3 separate regions of the Gossypium arboreum genome follow, and regions 2 and 3 are each linked to region 1. Evidence: chromatin contacts called from public Hi-C data. All regions are on one chromosome and are shown on one strand. Each heading gives the region's core, a stretch centred on a gene start, on an enhancer-like site or on the middle of the called end of the contact. The rest is flanking DNA. Distances are from core to core; before and after follow the strand shown.

The links. A called contact is a pair of places that touch in the nucleus more often than the background predicts.
Region 2: a contact with region 1 is called in a Hi-C map of leaf, with 4 times the contacts expected there. The contact joins the promoter of LOC108489332 here to the promoter of LOC108489739 in region 1. A contact is called at or near these places in 2 of 5 Hi-C or Micro-C datasets (both in leaf).
Region 3: a contact with region 1 is called in a Hi-C map of leaf, with 2.8 times the contacts expected there. The contact joins the promoter of LOC108489528 here to the promoter of LOC108489739 in region 1. A contact is called at or near these places in 2 of 5 Hi-C or Micro-C datasets (both in leaf).

What each region holds. Positions count from the first base shown.
Region 1 is chr10:110,932,621-110,936,486 of ASM2569848v2, forward strand. It overlaps LOC108489739, which reads left to right and starts at 1,957. Exons shown (of 13, transcript XM_017794458.2): 1 at 1,957-2,621; 2 at 3,004-3,430; 3 at 3,528-3,866. The coding sequence starts at 2,176.
Region 2 is chr10:110,711,709-110,715,574 of ASM2569848v2, forward strand. LOC108489332 (ATP-citrate synthase beta chain protein 2) reads left to right here and starts at 2,102. Exons shown (of 16, transcript XM_053019988.1): 1 at 2,102-2,402; 2 at 2,656-2,880; 3 at 3,035-3,137; 4 at 3,806-3,866. The coding sequence starts at 2,781.
Region 3 is chr10:110,780,641-110,784,506 of ASM2569848v2, forward strand. It overlaps LOC108489528 (phytochrome B), which reads left to right and starts at 1,744. Exons shown (of 5, transcript XM_017794150.2): 1 at 1,744-3,866. The coding sequence starts at 1,759.

The DNA.
Region 1 (3,866 bases), core at 707-3,206:
CTAATTTTTATATTAATATTAAATAAAAACAGTTATATTAATATTAAATAGAAAAGAAACCTCCTCCCCCCCACCCTGTCCCTTTCCCACCCCTCGCCCACCACCATCCCTCTCCTCTTTGCTGTTGCTGCAATTTACTCAAAGCTATTAGTTGGAAATTGTAGGAAACAGTGAACAAAATAATATCAATCTTTAGTCTGAAAAAGAAAAGAAAAGAAAAGAAAAAAAAAACATAAGTAGGAAAGACAATACAAGTCATGAAACATAGTTGAATGTTTATATACGAGAATGAGGACGCACAAAGACAAATCTTGGTTGGTTTTTCATGAAAGGATAACTATTTTTAAATTGTCAAATGTTTGAATGCCCAAAAATCAAATAAAGTAAAATAACCATACTTACAACCAATTATGTCTCACTTTGTTTTTTCAGAACAAATATAGAGAAAAACTAGTGAGAAAGCTTTAGGACCACATGTGCCATTGGATAACATAATCTTCATCTTATATGAAAATGCACATATTTAAATTGGGTATGTTTGGGAATTTGAGGCAAAGAGATATAGGAAGAAAAAATTTCCCATGACACGGCGGGTAAACCAAGGATAAGCATAATGTAGACACAATTCCAGTAGCACACAACGAGAGAGAGGGGGATGGTGGTGGGGGAGGTCCGGTGAGGGAGGTTATTTTATTTTATTTTATTTAATATTAATATAAAATTTTAAATTTATTATTATATTTTTAACATATTTATGTATTTATATATTTCTCTAAATTTTTAGAATTAAGATTAAATTAAGATTATTTATAAATTTTAAAGATTAATTTTAAAATTATGAATAAATTAATTTAATATGTAAAATTGAGGGTTAAATTTATTATTATACTGAATTTTTAATTATCATATTAACTTACTATTTATGATTTTGACGGAGTGAATAAAATGATTAAATTATGTAATATGGGGTTTAAAATGTAAATTTTTATTTTAAATGCTAAAATGAAAATTTTTATAATTAGATGTCTGTTTATATAATTTATCCTATATAATAAATTATGTGACACTTATAACAACACAAAAATTAAAGTCACAAACAAATCTTAAACTTTCAAATTTATCATTAATCCATTTTAATTTTTTTAAAATTGTAATTTAAATTATTTAGTGCAAAAATCATAAAATTAATGAATGACATAAACACTCTTTATTATTTTAATTTTAAAATATTTTAATGTGAACAAACCGTGGCTGAATGGATGGGTGTGGGGATGAGATGAGGTTAGGTATTCCGTATTCCATGTCAATCTCTCATTATTATTTTTTGTCAAAATCATGTGGGTTTTTCATTTATTATATGAGGACAATGCCAATGGTTTCCCAAAGCTTTGGACTTTACCCTTTTTGACATTCATGGAATAACCCTTTCCCATCCTTTTTAGATTAATTCCACAAACATCCATATATTATCCTCAAAATTCTAAATTCATCCTTCAAGTTCAAAATAGTTTGATTAAATCTTTAAAGTATTAATATTATATCAATCATATCCTTCTACCAACTTAATCATTTATTTGGGTCTTAAATAGTAGTATCATATCTTTCAAAGCCTTCCAACAACTTAATCCTCTATTCAGGCATTAAATAGTAGTTTAGACTTGATGTGAAACATATTTAACATATGGGAATCAAATTACAAACTTTTCTACAACTATCAAATAAACTGTTTGGATTTAATGTGTTGATAAAATAAAATTTAAGAGGGCAATTTTTTTAAAATATTAAATTCAAACTATACATACTGTAAGTGGATACATGTTTTCAATTTAATCTATTGTGAGGATGTTTTTAAGTTGGAGACCAATTTAAAATTAGATCATAGTTTAAGGATGGTTACGTGAATTAACCCCTTTTTATTAAAGAAAACTATAGCTTTAAAAATATCTTCTTATACACAGACATCTGACTAATGAAAATATCTAACATAAAAAAGTTAGCCGCTTACCAACCGAAACAGAGAAACCGCCCGGAAAGAAAATATTCAGTCTTTTTAAGTCTTAGAGTTTGACCTGTTGAAGAGAAAGTTTGTAACACGCACAGAGAGAGGTTGAGAATCTTTATATGCTATGAAAGATTTGAAGATCCATGCTTTGAATTCGATTGTTTGAAGGGAATATGGAAACCCCTTCAGCAGAGGAGCTTTTGAAGAAGATCCAAATACTTGAAGCGGGACATGCCGATCTCAAGCAAGAAATTTCTATTTTAAAACAATCCGGTGGCGATTCCAAGGCCAATTCAACTCATCAAAGATCTCACTCTACTTCCCCTCGACGTCCGCGCTTCCCGGGGAACGCGGCGAAGCTTGCTGCTTGGAAGAAAGATTCAGCTTCGTTTCGGCACTCCTCGCCGTTGCGAAGAGAGAGCAGAAACAATGACACTGTCAATGGCGACAGCGGCACCGGAGGAGATTTAGGAGTAGGAGGAAGAGGAGGAGCTATCGAAAGAACCGGGAACGTCGGGCCAGCTGCCGTCAATTTCACTAACAGCCAGTATTTGAATATATTTCAGTCTATGGGGCAATCTGTTCATATATTTGATCTTAGTGGCCGTATAATTTATTGGTAAGCGAAAAGGGTTTCGTTTTTAAGATTATTCAGTTGCAAACACCAAGTTTTTATGATCTAAATTAGTAATTAGTGATGTGGTTTAACATTGTTTATTAACTACTTAGTAGCGTCATAGAGAATGGGGCCTTTCGCTCAAAGGCAAGGAGGTTAGGGAACTTTGAGGTCCAAAGTTCAAATTTCACTGGGTTTGATCTTATATTTATTCTGATGAGTTAGTTTGAGTTGATTTAGTTATTTTTTGCTTTTAACGATTAATTATGGTTGTAATTAGAAGTAAATTGTAACTTAAATAGAAAAAAGTATTAAGTAAGCGTCATCATTTGAGCATAGTTTTTCATTTTTTTTTAAAAAAAAATTATGCTTTTCTTTTTTGCAGGAATAAAACTGCCGAAAAACTTTATGGTTATTCAGCAGCAGAGGCTTTAGAGCAAAATGCCATTCAACTTCTTGTTGATCATAGGGACTTCGCTGTTGCACTTAATATTGTTCATTGTGTTATGACGGGGGATAGCTGGACTGGGCAATTTCCTTTCAAGAATAAAATGGGGGAGAGGTTTTTGGCTGTTGCAACTTATACTCCTTTTTATGATGAGGATGATGACGATGATAGTTCATTGGTTGGAATCATTTGTGTATCCAGTGATACTCAGCCTTTGCAAGAAAGGAGAGCTGCAGTGTTGGCTGGAAAGCAACCTGAAGGAGATTCAACCTTTAGCCGGTCTAAAAATGCTGTCTCAGCTAAACTTGGTCTGGATCCTCAACAACCTATGCAAACAGCAATTGCATCAGAACTAACAAATTTGGTATTAGTTCCTTAATTTTAATGTGTTGGAAGTTGGATTTTAGGATTACTATATATATTTGTAGTTTGGCTTGGATTGATTGTTAAGAGTTATGCAGGCGCTTAAGGTGAGCAACAAAATGAAGTCCAGAATTAAGATGGGAGAGTATTGTGTCGGTCGTGAAGGAGAAAGTGGAGATGGTCATTATTTGGACCATGGTTGCGCCATCGCAGCTCATTCTGATCTTAAAGAAGATGCAGTTTCCAATGGAGCTTGTACACCTAGGGGAAGTATTTACCCATCTGCCTTTGATGTCTTTTCTCCGTTGGATGAAAAGTCCCCCATGAACACCTCTCACGATTCTGGTGATGAGAGTGAAGGAAAACCTGCAATCCAAAAGATTATGACCTTAGTGGGTAAAAAGGGGATATCGTGGCCTTGGAAAGAGACTGATCGA
Region 2 (3,866 bases), core at 852-3,351, 220 kb before region 1:
CATTTTTTCTTCAACTTCAAAAATATTATTGAAAACTACAGCTTTATATATATATTATATATATAATATCCCATCGACAGCCGCCACCTATGAATATTCTATTAATTAACTATTTGTATGCTCACTTAATCTTTAATTAAGTTATGTTCGGTTAAAATATGTTCAAGTCCCTAAACTTTTGGTACATTTAAAATCTAGCACATTTCCTTTTATTTCCAATAATTTAGTATTTTTACTTCTCTAAAATTATTCTAATGAATTCACTGGTATAACATCTCCAAAAAAGAAAAAAAAAGACACTTACTTGATAACTATGTAAAAAAATGTAATAAACCTAAATTTAATACAAGAATTTGAATGTGGTTAGTGATTGGACTTTTATTTTAAACTCGGATTGCAAAGAGCCTAAATTCCTATAATTAAAAGTAAAATGACTAAATTTTAAATATATAAAAATACAAAAACTTAATCATATTTTTAACTTTTTATATTTCTTAAACTGGTTTTTGTCCCGTGAGATGCATGCGTTGATTATGTATATAAATTAAAATGCATTTAATCATTTTATAATTTTTAAATAAAATTTTAAAAATTCAATACACAATTTTTTATTAAAACTTTTATTGAACTTTTAAAGTATTAATTGAAAAACTTGAAACATATTTTAATTTTTTTTATATTTTTAAACTAATTTTTATCTCGTGAGATGCAATGTATATAAGTTAAAATACATTTAATCATTTTAAAGTTTTCTAAAGTCGTAAAAATTGAATACAAACATTTTCAATTTTTATTAAAACTTTTATTGAACTAACATATTTTTAATTTTTTTAATATTTCTTAAATGTTATTTGACCATTTAGAATCTAAATGCCACCTTTTTGAATTGTGGCATATAATATATAACCATGCATAACATAATAATAAAAAGAAGAGAATGACAAATGCCTTAGACTAAGTTTCATGTGGATACAGTCAACCTCTGACTGCAATGAAATTCAGCTTTAGTCCGATGTTCACTTCAAATTTTCTAATTCAGCACTTACCTATTCAAAATCAAAATGATTTTAAGCTTTTAATTCTACTCATGGCACTTTAAATAAGTTGAATAATGAAATTAGAAAATATGGAATATTACTATAAAATTTGCTTTTAATATATAAAAATAAAAGCATAAATCTCTGACAAGAATATATAATATAACTATTTTAAATTTATTAGTGACCCGACGTTAAATAAATTCATAACTTTTAAAAGTAACTATAAACATTTTTAAAGTATTTATACTAAACATGAATTGTCAGATAAATTGAAATATATCCATAAGACTTAAATAAAATAAATATAGAATGAAAATTTTATATAGTTAAACATAGAATTTATGTCTAAAGGTGACAACGGACTTAAAATGAAAAATATATATTTGTTATTTACTTATTTTCGTTATCATTTAACGATATAGTTTACAATTTTATTTTCGGCTAATCAAATTAAAAAAATAAAGTGACCAAAATTCCTAAAATTTTAATTATTGTTTACAATTTATAATTAAAATATATATATGGCAAGGTGGTAAATAAAGTGAGCAGGAGGGCTATTTATCGCATTCCATTTGAAAATTTATTGTCAGTAGTATTTTTAACTAAATATTCAAGTCAAGCCAACCTCTACCGTGGCTTTCACCTAACCCCGACCATACCTCACATTTCTTGTAGATGTGAACCAAATTTGTTTCATAAATGGTACTCCAAAGGAAAAAAAACGATTATTTTAACAAATTTAATCTTTTAAAGATACAATTAAATTTTATCTAATTCCAAATTTTATTAAAAATTATAATCTACATTAATTTTATCAAAATTTGATCATCATATTTTATGAAAACTTAAAATTGATCAAATTAAGAAATATTATTAACATTATCTTTAATCGATTACTTGAAACTAACATTTAATTTTTGTAAAGTATTAATATCAAATTCTAATAAATTAAAATAGAAAGATTAATTTATCAGTTTTTATAAAATAGAGACGTGAAATTAGCATTAGATATATTTTTTTTTCTCAAAAAGGAAAAAGAGAGAAAAATTATTACTTAGGAAATAACCAAAAAAAAAAAAAGAAAGAAAGAAGAAGAAGAAGAAAAATGAAGATTATTCAGTGGGCTAACTACCAAAGGCCACGTGACCATCTCTCTCCTGTTACTCCCTGCGGTGTGGTGAGCTACTCCCAATTCCCTCCATTCCATTTTCCCTCTCTTTCTATATAAATCCGCACCTACCCTTTTCATTCCTCATTTCCAGCTTTTCTTTTCTATCCATTTCTCGTCTCGTCTTTTCTTTTCCTTTCGTAAGGCGAGCGAGCCACTGTAATCTTTTCCTTTCGTTACAACTTTCTCTTCAGGTAAACATTCCATTTCCTCCCTAAACCTTTTTTTTTTCTCTCAGATCTGTTTCTTTTTTCTTAATTCCAATTTCTGTCGCTTTTTGATTTCCGATGCTTTCGAGGAAATTTTAAGATACTTTGATTTGTAATTTTTTGCTGATGAATCAACTATATGAAGCTCGAGAGCTAGAGATCTCGCATTTCATTTTTATCATACTGCTTTTTTAACTGCATTCCGGTGATTTGATTTGCTCGTCTTCTTTGTATCGAGATCTGATTCGGTTTAGGTTCGAGTTAGGTGTAGCGTTGGATCCGGCTCTTTCAATTGCTTCATCAACAGCTTCAGTTAACTAGTTAGCGACGTGTTTGTTGAACAGGTCTCTTTGAGTCGAAGCCATGGCCACCGGACAGTTGTTTTCTCGAACAACTCAAGCCTTATTCTATAACTACAAACAACTTCCTATTCAACGCATGCTTGATTTCGATTTCCTTTGCGGTACGGGTCCCTTGCTGATTTCATCTTATATTTAGCTGATCGGCACTCGTATTACGGAATTGTTCGAATTATGTTGTTTTTATCTTTAATTCTTGATCGTTATTATCTTTTATTATTAATTTTCCCTTCTTTTTAAAAAAAAAAAAATTTGTAGGGAGGGATACACCGTCCGTCGCTGGTATCATTAATCCTGGTGCCGAGGGATTTCAGAAACTCTTCTTTGGTCAAGAGGAAATAGCGATCCCAGTGCATTCAACGTAAGATGCTCTTATCTCCTGTTTCTATTTTTAGATAAACTTTTTTTCCCTGTAGTTATTAATCCGTATATTGAAAGTGTTATAGGGTAAATGAACTTTCTACCATGTTACCTTAAAATCCTATAAACCAGCCTGCAAAGTTTAAATCTCTACTACTAGGCTTATGCGATCACCATGTGTAACATTCGATTATGAATAAGGAATCCTTCAATGATTCATTTATTTAACATAATTTAGTTAGAGGAACACATGACCAGCATATTATCTGCTTTCGAAACTTTGAAATTCTACTATTATGGGATGATGATCCATTACTCGGTATATATTTGCTTTTTTCGGAAAATTCTATCCATTTACTATTGAGAGATCAGAAAATAATTGGTCTATGATGCTATAACTTTGTTTAGTTTTGATCAAAGGGAATTGACATTGGCTTTTGTGTTAGTTGTATCTCCTACATGGCAATCATTTTTGCATTTAACAAGTAGTTCTTGCTAATAAATAATCTAATTGTGTCTTGAGAGAGGACGTTCAATTAATACTATAGTGTGATTTTACATCCTTTACAGATTAGGATAATCCTGTAAGGCTTACTTTGCTGTTTGATTGATGAATTTGTATTCTCCTAGCTTTATTTTCTCTAACCTCGTAATTGATAAATTTTGCAGCATTGAGGCAGCATGCGCTGCACATCCAACTGCCGATGTTTTTATTAACTTTGCATCATAT
Region 3 (3,866 bases), core at 494-2,993, 150 kb before region 1:
TCAATTATCACGTCAAGACTTAACGATCCATAGAGAATTTTAAAAAAAATTCAAATATTCAATTGGGTGCACTTTTCGACAATGAACTTAATTAAAATTTTTAATTATTTTTAAAGTGCTTATTTAACCTTTTAACAGAAAAAAACATACAAAAGAAAACAAAATCTTTAGCCAAATATAATGACATTCATTTAAGGAGATTTTAGATGAGAAAAGATTTGTGTGAGTTAGAAGAGAGGAGAATAAAAGAGAAAAGGAAGAAATAATGAGAAAAGAAATAAATAAAAGTTAGATTGTTTTAGAATTAAAATTAAATTGAAATAGCGTGTAAATATTAAGTGTTAATTTTTTAAATCACAATTAAATTGACACATTGTAATAGATATTATTATTATGTTAATTTTAAACTCTCGCATTATTTTCGATACAAAATAAACAATAATTAACGAAATTTAATAATAGAAAGAAACACCATTAAATTATAATTTAAGTAACAGAAAACAAACTTAATATGGTGACTTATTTATACTCTCAGATTATATGATTCATATTCTACACTTTATTATAGTCATTTATTACTTTATTGATTTTACGTGGTATGAGCCCAATGAAAGCAACACCAACCTTAAAACAAAGCCACCAGTAACACAACACTAACTCCTATACTCCTATTCCCATTACTCTTTAAAGGTCAATGCACTAAAATAAATTTATTATTATTTATTTTTTTAAAAACGAAAAATATTGGTCAGAGCAAAACCCATTCCTAAAGTCAAAATTTATTTTTTAAAAGTTGTGGTCACTTTTTTTTTTTTTTATCTGAGACAAAAAGGATTAGTTATACTCCATGTCTCTTAACTATGACTTTAAATATGTTAGGTCCCCATTGAGTAATTGTTCCAATCGGTTTGCATATTAACTATGAGACTGCAGCTGCAGCCAAGGGCCTTGTTCCTTTCTACTAAAAAAATTACATATTAATAAAATTGCACTTTGACCTTGAAAAACTATTAATCTAAAGAATTTATAATTTAATTTAGTGCTTCTATCAAAAGAAATCTAACTTCATTCTTACTAGATTTGATTTTTTTTAAATGTACATATTCATAAATATTTTTAAACAAGACGGATTTAATATGACGTTTAATACCATTTTTTTTGATAGAATTTAATATCAAAGTTAACAATAGAATTGAGTGAAACCATCCTTTTAGCTTAAGCATTCAATTACTCATAATTTGAAACATTTAGGTAATTAATCTGATAATAATAAATCTAAAGGTAAACTATAAGTTTAGTCATTTATATTTACTTAAAATTATGTTTTGATCATTAAAATTTAATCACTAATGTTATCAATTTGTTACAATATGATATGATTATTGAGCTATTAACTTTTGTTAAGGGTGTGATGGTGTGGCACATTAATACCATCATTTCAGACAAAAAAATTAAGTTGAATTCTATAGCTAGTCATTGTACTCTTTTTAGCAATTTGATTATTTCTTTTATTTTTTTAAACTTTCCCTTTTTTTAACATGCTAGATAAGCTTGCTGTTACAGTGTTAATGATAGCTAACAGCTCCGTGACCATAACATAACTAATCGATAACATTAATGATTATATAGTATTTTTAAAAAACCTCAGGGACCAAAACATAATTTAAGTAAATATAAATGACTAAAATTGGAGTTTACCCTAAATCTAAAAAATACTGGCGACCGAGGGCAATCCCACTGCAAAAACACAGATAGCAGATGACAGCAGCATCTTCTTGCCCACGTGGGTCTGTCACAACTTTGCCCCCAAAACCTATCCCTTACAATTTACACTACATTTACACTACGGACAGAATTTCCTCCCAAAAATATCATCATCCCCGCAAAAACAAGCAACCACTTAACAAAGTCATGTCTTCAGGCAGCAGAGCAGTTCACTCCCATCAGCAACGCCAACAGCAGCGGCAGCAGCAGCAGCAGCAGCAGCAGCAGCAGCAAGCTGAGTCCTCAGGCACAACTAACATGAGAGCATCCCATACCCACCACCAGGCTGACTCTATAAGCAAAGCCATTGCTCAGTACACAGTCGATGCTCGCCTCCACGCTGTTTTCGAGCAGTCGGGGGAATCGGGTAAGTCATTTGATTACTCCCAATCCGTTAAAACTACTACCCAATCGGTTCCCGAGCAGCAAATCACTGCTTACTTGTCTAAAATCCAAAGAGGGGGCCACATCCAGCCATTTGGCTGCATGATTGCGGTTGACGAGCCCAGTTTCCGTATCATCGCCTACAGCGAAAACGCACGCGAGATGCTTGGGATTACCCCTCAATCAGTTCCCAATTTGGAGAGGATCGAAGTTCTCACAATTGGGACCGATGTTCGAACCCTTTTCACTCCTTCCAGCGCTGTTTTGTTGGAAAAAGCCTTCGCCGCCCGCGAGATCACGTTGCTGAATCCGGTTTGGATTCACTCGAAGAATTCTGGGAAGCCCTTTTACGCTATTTTACATAGGATTGATGTTGGAATTGTGATTGATTTAGAACCTGCTAGAACTGAGGATCCTGCCTTGTCTATTGCTGGGGCTGTCCAATCGCAGAAATTAGCTGTCCGTGCTATTTCTGAGTTACAGTCCCTCCCTGGAGGCGATATTAAGCTTTTGTGTGACACGGTTGTGGAAAGTGTGAGACAGCTTACTGGATATCATAGGGTAATGGTTTATAAATTTCATGAGGATGAGCATGGGGAGGTCGTGGCCGAGAGTAAAAGGCCTGACTTGGACCCTTACTTAGGTTTACATTATCCGGCAACGGATATTCCCCAGGCTTCAAGGTTTTTGTTTAAGCAGAATAGAGTTAGGATGATAGTGGACTGTCATGCCACGCCAGTGCGTGTGGTTCAGGATGATGGGTTAATGCAACCTCTGTGTTTGGTTGGATCCACTCTTCGGGCCCCTCATGGTTGCCATGCTCAGTATATGGCTAACATGGGGTCAATTGCTTCTTTGGCGATGGCAGTTATTATCAATGGAAATGACGATGAAGCTACTGGGGGAAGAAATACAATGAGGCTTTGGGGTCTTGTTGTTTGTCATCATACTTCTGCACGTTGTATTCCATTTCCACTTCGATATGCTTGTGAGTTCCTAATGCAAGCATTTGCACTTCAACTGAATATGGAATTGCAATTGGCAGCTCAAATGTCGGAGAAACGTGTTTTGAGGACTCAAACTCTTTTGTGTGATATGCTTCTTCGTGACTCTCCATCTGGCATTGTCACGCAAAGTCCCAGCATTATGGATCTTGTGAAATGTGATGGGGCTGCCCTTTATTACCAAGGTAAGTATTACCCATTAGGTGTGACGCCATCTGAGGCCCAGATAAAAGATATTGTCGAGTGGTTGTTGGCATTCCATGGAGATTCGACTGGTTTAAGCACCGATAGTTTGTCTGATGCTGGTTACCCTGGGGCAGCCTCACTTGGGGATGCAGTTTGTGGGATGGCTGTTGCTTATATTACTAAAAGGGATTTTCTATTCTGGTTCCGGTCACACACAGCAAAAGAGATCAAATGGGGTGGTGCAAAGCATCATCCAGAGGACAAAGATGATGGTCAAAGAATGCATCCACGATCTTCATTCAAGGCATTTTTGGAAGTGGTCAAGAGTCGAAGTTTGCCATGGGATAATGCTGAAATGGATGCAATTCACTCACTGCAGCTTATTCTTCGTGACTCATTCAAGGATGCTGAAGCAAGTAATTCTAAAGCCGTTGTACACGCTCAGCTTGGGGGACTAGAGCTACAAGGGGTGGATGAGCTTAGTTCAGTTGCAAGGGAAATGGTAAGGTTAATAGAGACTGCAACTGC